Linked DNA regions of Lactuca sativa: region 2 is linked to region 1. A link is a contact called in public Hi-C data. All regions are on one chromosome and are shown on one strand. Each heading gives the region's core, a stretch centred on a gene start, on an enhancer-like site or on the middle of the called end of the contact. The rest is flanking DNA. Distances are from core to core; before and after follow the strand shown.

Region 1 (3,996 bases), core at 70-2,569:
ACTCGAGTTTTAGAGAGAGAGTAGAGAGAGAAAGTTATGAGGAGGTGGGAAAAAGCTTAAATGAAGTCACTCATCCTTTATATAAGGCTTGAGTTTGTGGCCAAGTGGGAATCCACCCAATACCGACGTTAAACGGGGTTTAAAATTTTACCCGATTAGTTTGTCGTAACCCGAATTAGTTGTAATTAAAACTTTTCCAAATGAATATTGAGGGTGTTTTAACGTGTTTCTAATGTGTTCTGACACTTATGAAGTCAAAATAAAAAGTCCCGATTTAATTAACTTAATCCAAAAGTTAACGGGAAATTTTAATAAAAATAAATTTTATTAACGGAAATGGAATACAGTGACGGAATAAATTTAGAGTTGTCACAAACTCAGCCTTGATGGACTCTCGCCTCAATTGACGCAAAGGGGGAGATTGTTATGAATATTATTTTGCGTCATTGTGTTTGTTTAATAGTTCATTTATGTAAACGGGCTTGGGCTTGTCCACCCGTCATTTATTAGGGTTAGAGTATTTAAGGTGCATGCACCGTGTTTCATAACTTTAGCAATTATTCTTGTAACCCTAATCACGTCTCTACAGTTGCAATTCTTAATCGAGTTCTTCTGAGGCTGTGGCTTATAATCATTAACCATATTTTGAATCATTGTCTTGTTCTTGTTCTTGTTCTTGTTCTTGCTCTTATTTACATTCTGTTTTGAATCTAATTGATCTTTCAAGGATGAATATCCTAACATAAAGTACTAAAGGAATAAAGTCTAAAGTCTAAAACTACAAGTTTAAAATATAATAAATAATATATATGTGGGTCGGTTCGGTTTTCATGGGCGGTTTTATACATCAAAACCGAACCAAACCGTTATTTTTCAGTTTTTGTAAAATTCAAACCTAAAACGTCGATTATTGCTTTGGTTTCGGTTTTTCAGTTTCGGTTATGTCGGGTTTTTTTTTTCGGGTTTTGGTTCGGTTTTTGTTCATCCCTAATAAATTTCAAAAGCATACTTCGAGTCTTCAACTCAGATTTTCGTTCCACCGAAATAAATTATATACTAATTTATAGGACTATAATCAATTTAGTCAACTAAATCAATTCTAAAATCCAAATAATATTATTAAAAAGCTAAATTTACAATCAATCGTTTTCGAATCATATCATAAATCCACCATATCTACTTTTAACTACAATAATTTAAGAATGAGTTAAGTGTGGGAAAACGTCGTAATCAAAAGCTGCCGGCTGCGAATTGATGTCTAAAAAAAAGTTTAAAAGTAAAATAAGATAACATATATAAAAAAGAACATTTATTTCCTTCTTAAAAACACATAGATTCTCGAACTCTTCGAGGCAAACTAAAAATGAAGTTTCTGCTCACTCTTTTTTCTTGTTGTGGCATTTATGAATCCAGGTCTTCATCGGTTTTTAAGGAGAAAAACAATAAAAGTCATAATGTCAGTTTGGTTCGTGAAAAGAAGCTTGGTGGTGGTCGTGGTGGCGGCAATGGTGGTGGTAAAGGTGGTAAAACAGTTGGGAAAAATGGACACTGGCGGCCGTCGCTATGCACGATTTATGAGGAAGATGTGGTCAAGACAAAAAGAATACAAGTGTATGTACCGAGTAATGCACCTTCTGGATACAAGCATGAGTTCGTGTAAGTTATTATGTAGATAAAATTGTATTTTGATTATTTTTTAATTCATCCTCGTATCATACAAAATACTCGTATTATTTTCTAATTCATACTCGCATCATAAAAAACAATTGTATATAAAGGTTGTAAGTTTGTTGAATAAATGATTTTCAAAATATATTTTTGAAAATAATATCATGTGTTCGATGACGGGAAATCTTATTTTTTCTGACTTTTTATTTATCGTTCTTTAGTACATTTATGTCATATAAGGCTTACCAAATTACATATTTTTCTCGTTAATAAAAAACATTGTGTAGTTTTGTAAGATAATCATGATCTTTAACTATTTCATTTTATTTTCAGGTTACAAGGTTCATGGGATATGTTTTCGCCTGTCCCAACATCGTTTTTGTTTTAGATTGTGATTAGCAAAATCAGCCGGTAGATGGAAGCTGTATTCATCAAACTAGTTAAAAACTTATAAAAAATATAGAATTACATAGAACACTAAAAGTTAAAAGCTCCAATAGAAAATATTAAAATGTGTTTTGGATTATGATCTTTTGGTATAAAAGCTTTTCTCTTTTTCCTTTTTTTAGAGTTAAAAGATCTACATTTCTATATGTATTCCTCATTGTATATTTTTTTCCAATAAATTACAATATAAAGAAGGTTTTGTTATTATTGAAAATCTAGAGAGGTGAAGAGACTGGTGTAAAATAGAAACTATAACACTACTAAATTAGAATTTCATCGATCAAATAAATGAAGCATCAAAAAAACACCACCTAAGATAAAACCCGGTCCTAGGGCTAGGGGTCAAATATCCTAAGCCCACTGGGCCGGCCCAATATCACAGATTGAAAAGAAAATTGACCTAACAGATTTATAAACGGAGGTGATAGATGAATCAGCGTAGAAGTGAAACTGTCTAAACGTGCAAACATATTAAAACAAACAAGATGAAGATGAAGATGTGCATGAAATAATTGGCACACTTTTACCCTTTTCAGTAAAAACATCCATCAATCAATCTTTTCCTCGATAAAAAAAAGTGTCAGAAACAAGATTATTGTTTTCCTCTCTCCTCTCCCCTCCCTCCCTTTCTCCAACGTTCATCCCACATATTGGTACTATCACCGAAAACCCACTCACGCTTCATTCAAGTCAACTCTTGACCTTCACGGGCAGCTTCAAGAAACATAATTTTTTCAACACATTCAGTGCCCGTTGATCTGATGAGGCCTAGTTGCGGGCTGCCCGGTCAGCCTAGAAAACGGAATCTGCCCCTGCCCGGGAACCCCTCTCAACCCCACCTTTGGGTCCGAGACCGATTTGGAAAAGGCTTGAGCCAGCTCCACAGCGGAAGCTGCTTTTCCGTAACGTGGCCCCACCGGTGGTGTGGGCTCCACCGGTTTTCGCCAGGTTTCCGGCGATGGTGGCCGCTCCTGTGGCGTCGGCGGTGGTGGTGGTTGTTTTTCGATCTTTCGATTCTCATTTCTCCAGTTGCTTCTTCTCTGAGCATCTGATTTCTCTACATGGTCTCGGGTTTTACTGGCGGTTCTGTGGTGGTCCAGGGGTTCGGGTTTTCCGTTTTGGCGGGACGTGACAGGTGGATTGTCGGCCCTGGTTATTTCCTTTTTTGCCCTGAAAAAAACAACAAAATGACATATGGATTTTATCATTGTGCGGAATACCAATAGCAATGTAACTTCAGTTTCACAACCAATATGGGAATTGTACTTTATTTGTTGTAAAAAATAAATAAATAAGTACAACAAAGAAGTTAAAGTAGATATTTATTTACCTATTAGGAGGAGACTGGATCGTGTCATGGTTAACAGCAACATCATCGACTCCCCTCTCTTTCAAAACCTTACACCACCAACAAAAATGTCAAAAAAAAAAAAAAGTTCATTTATTTTAGGGCAAGATACAAAAAAGCACAACATACTTTCACCATTTTATATCAATTTAGTCGCTTTAACTTATTTCAATTGTGATTAAAGTTTTATACTTTTTGGTTTTTAATGAAAACCCGGATCAATTTTTTCAACAGTTGAAAAAGTATAATTTGTTTATTTGATACTGAAAATAGTTATGCAACTAAATCAATAAAATGATGGAACATACAAATGTTTTTTTTTTGTATTTTGCCCTTTATCTTAACCTTAAAAAACAAACAATCACACAAAGACAGATCAGTCCTTACCAATTCTCGAGGGCGAGCACCACCAAACAAGGAATTTCTGTGACAACAGTAAAAAAATGATAAATACACATCAACTTTGCTTTTTAATGTTGGTTATTGAAACTGTTCATTTTTTCTCCCTTTTACTGTTTGATTCTTTCTACATT
Region 2 (4,520 bases), core at 1,170-3,669, 240 kb before region 1:
TTCTTCTTTAAGGCAAGAAGCTCTCTTTGAATTGCTAACTTGCTCTTTGGGCCTGTTTTTGGGCCCGGTTTCGGGCCCGAATCAAGTTCTAATGACGCACCCGGATCATTATTTTCTCCTTTCTCAAGCATTTTAGCCTTTTTCAGAAGTGCCAATGCTTCATCGGTTTGACCCGCTCGTTTCTTGATTAATGCTTCTCTTTTTAAAGATTGTATTTTTTCAGTTAACACCGCCACGTCATCATTGACCGAATGATCTTCGGTCCACCCTAATGATTGCAAAGCAGCCGACATTTCAGGGTCGTCCATATCTTCTTCGGTCACATCAAAATCGGGTTGATGGTCAAAGTCAAAGTTAAAGTCAACATCAATGTTGTGATTCCGATTCCGGTCATTCCCGGATGCTAAAATGTCTTGTTTATCAATGTCCATGCTACGCATCAATGACTTGAACTCGTCATCGGATTCGGAATCGGAATCATCGCCCAACAATTCCCGTTCTTCGATTTGTTTTTCAAGAATTTTGGCTTTTTTGAGTTCTTCTTTCGCTTCAGTGAGCTTCCCTTCACGCTTAAAGGCGAGTGCTTTTTTCTTAATAGCAATAACCTCGGATTTGTCAATTCCAACATTACCCTTTTCGGTTTTAGGATTCTTCTGAGAGACTTGTTTAAGTAGGGTCGATAATTCTCCTTCCAAAGTCATGTTGACTGGTTTTTTATCAGCATCATGAAGATCATGATCAGACCATCCAAGTTCTCTGAGTTCATTAACAAGATCATCTTTTTGTTTCGGTTGTTTTTCAATTCCAGCTTTTGAGTTTTCATTTACACTTGTGGATGAAAGAGCCTTCTTCCGGTTTTTCCTTAATTCAATCTCTAAAGCTCCCGCTTGTCTTTCAAGCTCCTTTCCCCTTTTGAAAGCTCTCAATGCTTCTTCTGGCTTTCCTTCTGCTTTTAGAGTTTTATGTTTTTTCTTTTCTTCAACAGCTTTTTGTCTCAGTTCTTCAGGAGTAGTTGACTCAAAGTCAACCTCCATGTCAGTATTCGAAGATGAAGCACTTGGACGCAAGTGAACCGATCCTTTTTCTGATGAAATTGATTCGTTTCCTAAGAGATCATCTTCATTATCAGATGCAAGTTTTGAAGCCCCTGCAAAAGAGACCAAAACACCCTGTTTGTTACAACGAACTAGACATGCTTTATGAGGAGGGCATTCATGTCTTTTGCATAGAGGAGAAAAGAGAGTGAGTCCCTGTATGAATTGGACAAAAAAAAAGATACAAAACTGACCTTTTCTACTTTTATTCTTGTGTCCATACCGCATTTCAAAACGAGCTGCCTCTTCTAAAGTTTTACAGGGTTCACAAATACGAACAGGTGAATCACCCTGTCCTCTTAAGTACATTCTTTGTTGGGTACAGCTGCCACAGAACAAGCCTCCACATCTTCGGCAATGGTGCTGCATATTCACATATATGCATACATCACCATTAAGTATTGATATGATTCTAAAGCAGATAACTGATAAGAAACTGAAAAAGAAATGCGTAAACTGAGAAAAGCAACCAAGAACTTGCTAATAATGTCTACTACTAAAGAATATTTCCTCAGAAGTGAAAAAACATACTACATAAACTCAAAGAACAAATGCACCCGGCTTATGCATGTTTAAGAATTACCCTTTTTAATAGAATATGATTATCTAATAACGATTTTCAATCTGAGTCTTGGCTAATGCTAGTGATCATCGAAGTTATTAGTGTAATCTAGACCTTAGAGTACTATAAGTCATCATATGAATTCAAGTCCCAAATAGCAAAGTAGTTCAGATCCGTTTTTAGTTCATTTAAACAAGTTTAAGCTCAATTTTTGAACTCCTTTTAGTATTTGTTGCATTCTCCAATGTGTTTATAACGATTCTCCAAATATTGATTGAATCATGTCAAGTTCGAAGGCGGATCGTAGTTAATTGACTTTGAGAAGTCAACTAGGATTTTACGATGGAGCTGATAGGAAGTTCCATCAAGTTCAAGCAAAATTTAACAATCGATCTCCCTCGATTCAAGACAAAATATGAACAAGGGTGTAAAGTGTACTAAAAGTTTTGAAGTCGTAAAAGTAGGTAAGTTAAATCCGATCAAACCTTGCGATTGATGAAAGAAAACTGGGAAGAACATCCTTGGCAATGTGTCGCATCGATCACCCAATTATTTCCTCTCAGCGATGGTTTCGGAGGCAATCCGATCTTCTCCAACATCTTTATCGATGAAACACGGAATTTGGAAACCAAAAGGAGAGGAAATCGATTTGATGTAATCTTTAAACAAAAGGGAAAATTTGATCAAATTTGTATCTTATACGAAGGAAATCGGATGAGTGTTTGTATTTGATGGATCAATCCACGGTTAATTGATAAACTTAGGGCTCCCAAATTCCATTTGGGGATAAAGCCCATTTAATCCAAAGAAAGAACCCTCTGGTCCGACCCGAAACCCAATTGCAAAAATCACCACATGACCACATCATGGGACATGGGTCGTTTATTTGTCTTGTTTCACCTTTAAATCAGTCCGATCTCAGATTGGACCGAGCCATATTAGAAAATAGGCTAGAAAACAGAATATTGATAATCAATAATCGATTGATCATATTCATAGATCATTTAAGGTCATTTTACTTCTTGACAATTCCTGCATAAGTTCGATTTAACAATAATCCATTGAAAAAAAATCAAAGTTTTAGACAAAAAACAACAATTTTGTTTGCGGACACGTATATAGAAAGTTAATTTAGTAGGAGAGTTTTTAATAGGCAAAACATGAATGTGTATATAGATATACTCATCTATCCAAAAGTGGATAACGACAATGAAATTGACGAATTTTGTAGTTGGAAAACAGGTTTGTGATAAACTGACCGGACTACTCGAGCTGTATGGTTGAAGTTGTCACAGACAGCTTGGGCTGCGATGAAGATGTCTTTTATCTGCCTTCGAGGATATCTAAAATCAACATGTTTCTTCAACTTTCTTTTATTCCGAAGATGTTTTTCCACTGAATTCAAAGTCCAAAATTCTATAGAGGTTTTGATACTATCACTAAGGTCATCCCCTTGACCCCGCAAGGAGGTGCGACCTGGTCGACTATCGTCATGTTCGGGATCAAACATATCTTCTATAAAAAATGTGCACTTTACGCCACTTGTATTATATCACAATTTAAATCTCCATTTGGCACTCGTAATAATTCCAAATACATAAAATGGAAGGTGACACTAAAATCACCGATAAACCATTTACAAAACCAGGATTTTATAGTTTAAAAAGAATTTTAAAAAAAAAGTTATGTCAATTCAAATTTGAAAAACTCGTTTTGGGGTTCGTTTCAAACAGTGAACTTGTTGCTCAAAAAACTCTAATATTGGAAATTAGAGTCAATAGAGTCGGTACCCATTTGATTCTTTGACTTTTGTAAAACATCTTGAACAATGAACATGTATTGCTTCGATCCAGTTATACTGATTATCATAAGGGAGGAGTGAGTCATTTCCTTTCAACCCACTGAATCCACTGCCAAATCAGTTTTTCTCTTTTATTTTTTTCATGTTTCCTAACCCACAACATACGGAAACCCTATATTTTTCAACCCACTCAACTCATTCAATTAAAAGAAAAAATACAAAACAATCAAAGTAAAATCTTAATTAGCAATAGAATTACCGTCGTTACCACTCATTCTTCAGCGGATTGTTTAATTGGTTTCACTAACTCATTTTAGCCTCTCTCTCATTTCCTCTTGTACCATGTGTTTTAAAATCTGTACCCTAGTTGTTTTGTATTTTTTAAATTAAGTGGGTTGAGAAATATAAGATTTTCGTATGTTGTGGGTTGAAAAAGATGAAAAAAAAGAGACAAAAATTAATGTAACAGTGGGTCAGTGGATTGGGGGGAATGAATCCCTCCTCCCTAACAACAAACGAAGTAAACATGACCTAAAGTGAGACATCATCCAATCGTATTATTCATTGGATCACATAAACTATAAAAACAATCATAGGATGTTTTATTGAATTACTTACAGTTGGATGCACTCTAGTTGATTTAGAAATGAATATTAATGTAAAACTATGATCCAAAGCAATGTCCCTCTAATAGCATCACACCTATGGGCAAGATCTGGGAGCAAAGGTTGAGTGTTGGCACAACAAACTAATATACCTTGCAATATGAATCTTAGTGCCTTGGAAACTCTTTTAAAAACCGTAATTTAGCTTTGGAAATCATCCATGTAAGAATGTCAAATATTAGGCAAAGTCTCACTTACATTGTTTATGCAAAATGGCTGCAAGTCGTATATGGTAATTCACAAAAAAGCATCTTTGTGGTGAATATTATTCGATCGACTACAAGTCGTATATGGTAAAACCTTTATATTTGTTTGTAAGAACGTGTATTAAATCCACATCATATAATCAAGAAGAAAAAACAAGTAGCGTCATTAATTGTAATTAAACTCTAAAATAC

What was found. Hi-C and Micro-C count contacts between places; a contact is called where the count stands out from the background.
Region 2: a Hi-C map of leaf shows a contact between it and region 1, with 3 times the contacts expected there. The contact joins the promoter of LOC111907048 here to the promoter of LOC111907068 in region 1. A contact is called at or near these places in 2 of 4 Hi-C or Micro-C datasets (leaf and seed).

Annotation. Positions count from the first base shown.
Region 1 is chr7:23,986,907-23,990,902 of Lsat_Salinas_v11, reverse strand. LOC111907068 reads left to right here and starts at 1,319. Exons shown (of 2, transcript XM_023902863.3): 1 at 1,319-1,656; 2 at 2,002-2,319. The coding sequence starts at 1,364. The coding sequence ends at 2,056. LOC111907055 reads right to left here. Exons shown (of 6, transcript XM_023902854.3): 4 at 3,851-3,887; 5 at 3,446-3,513; 6 at 2,616-3,285. The coding sequence ends at 2,859.
Region 2 is chr7:24,232,327-24,236,846 of Lsat_Salinas_v11, reverse strand. LOC111907048 reads right to left here and starts at 2,419. Exons shown (of 3, transcript XM_042896201.2): 1 at 2,142-2,419; 2 at 1,289-1,530; 3 at 1-1,147. The coding sequence starts at 2,194.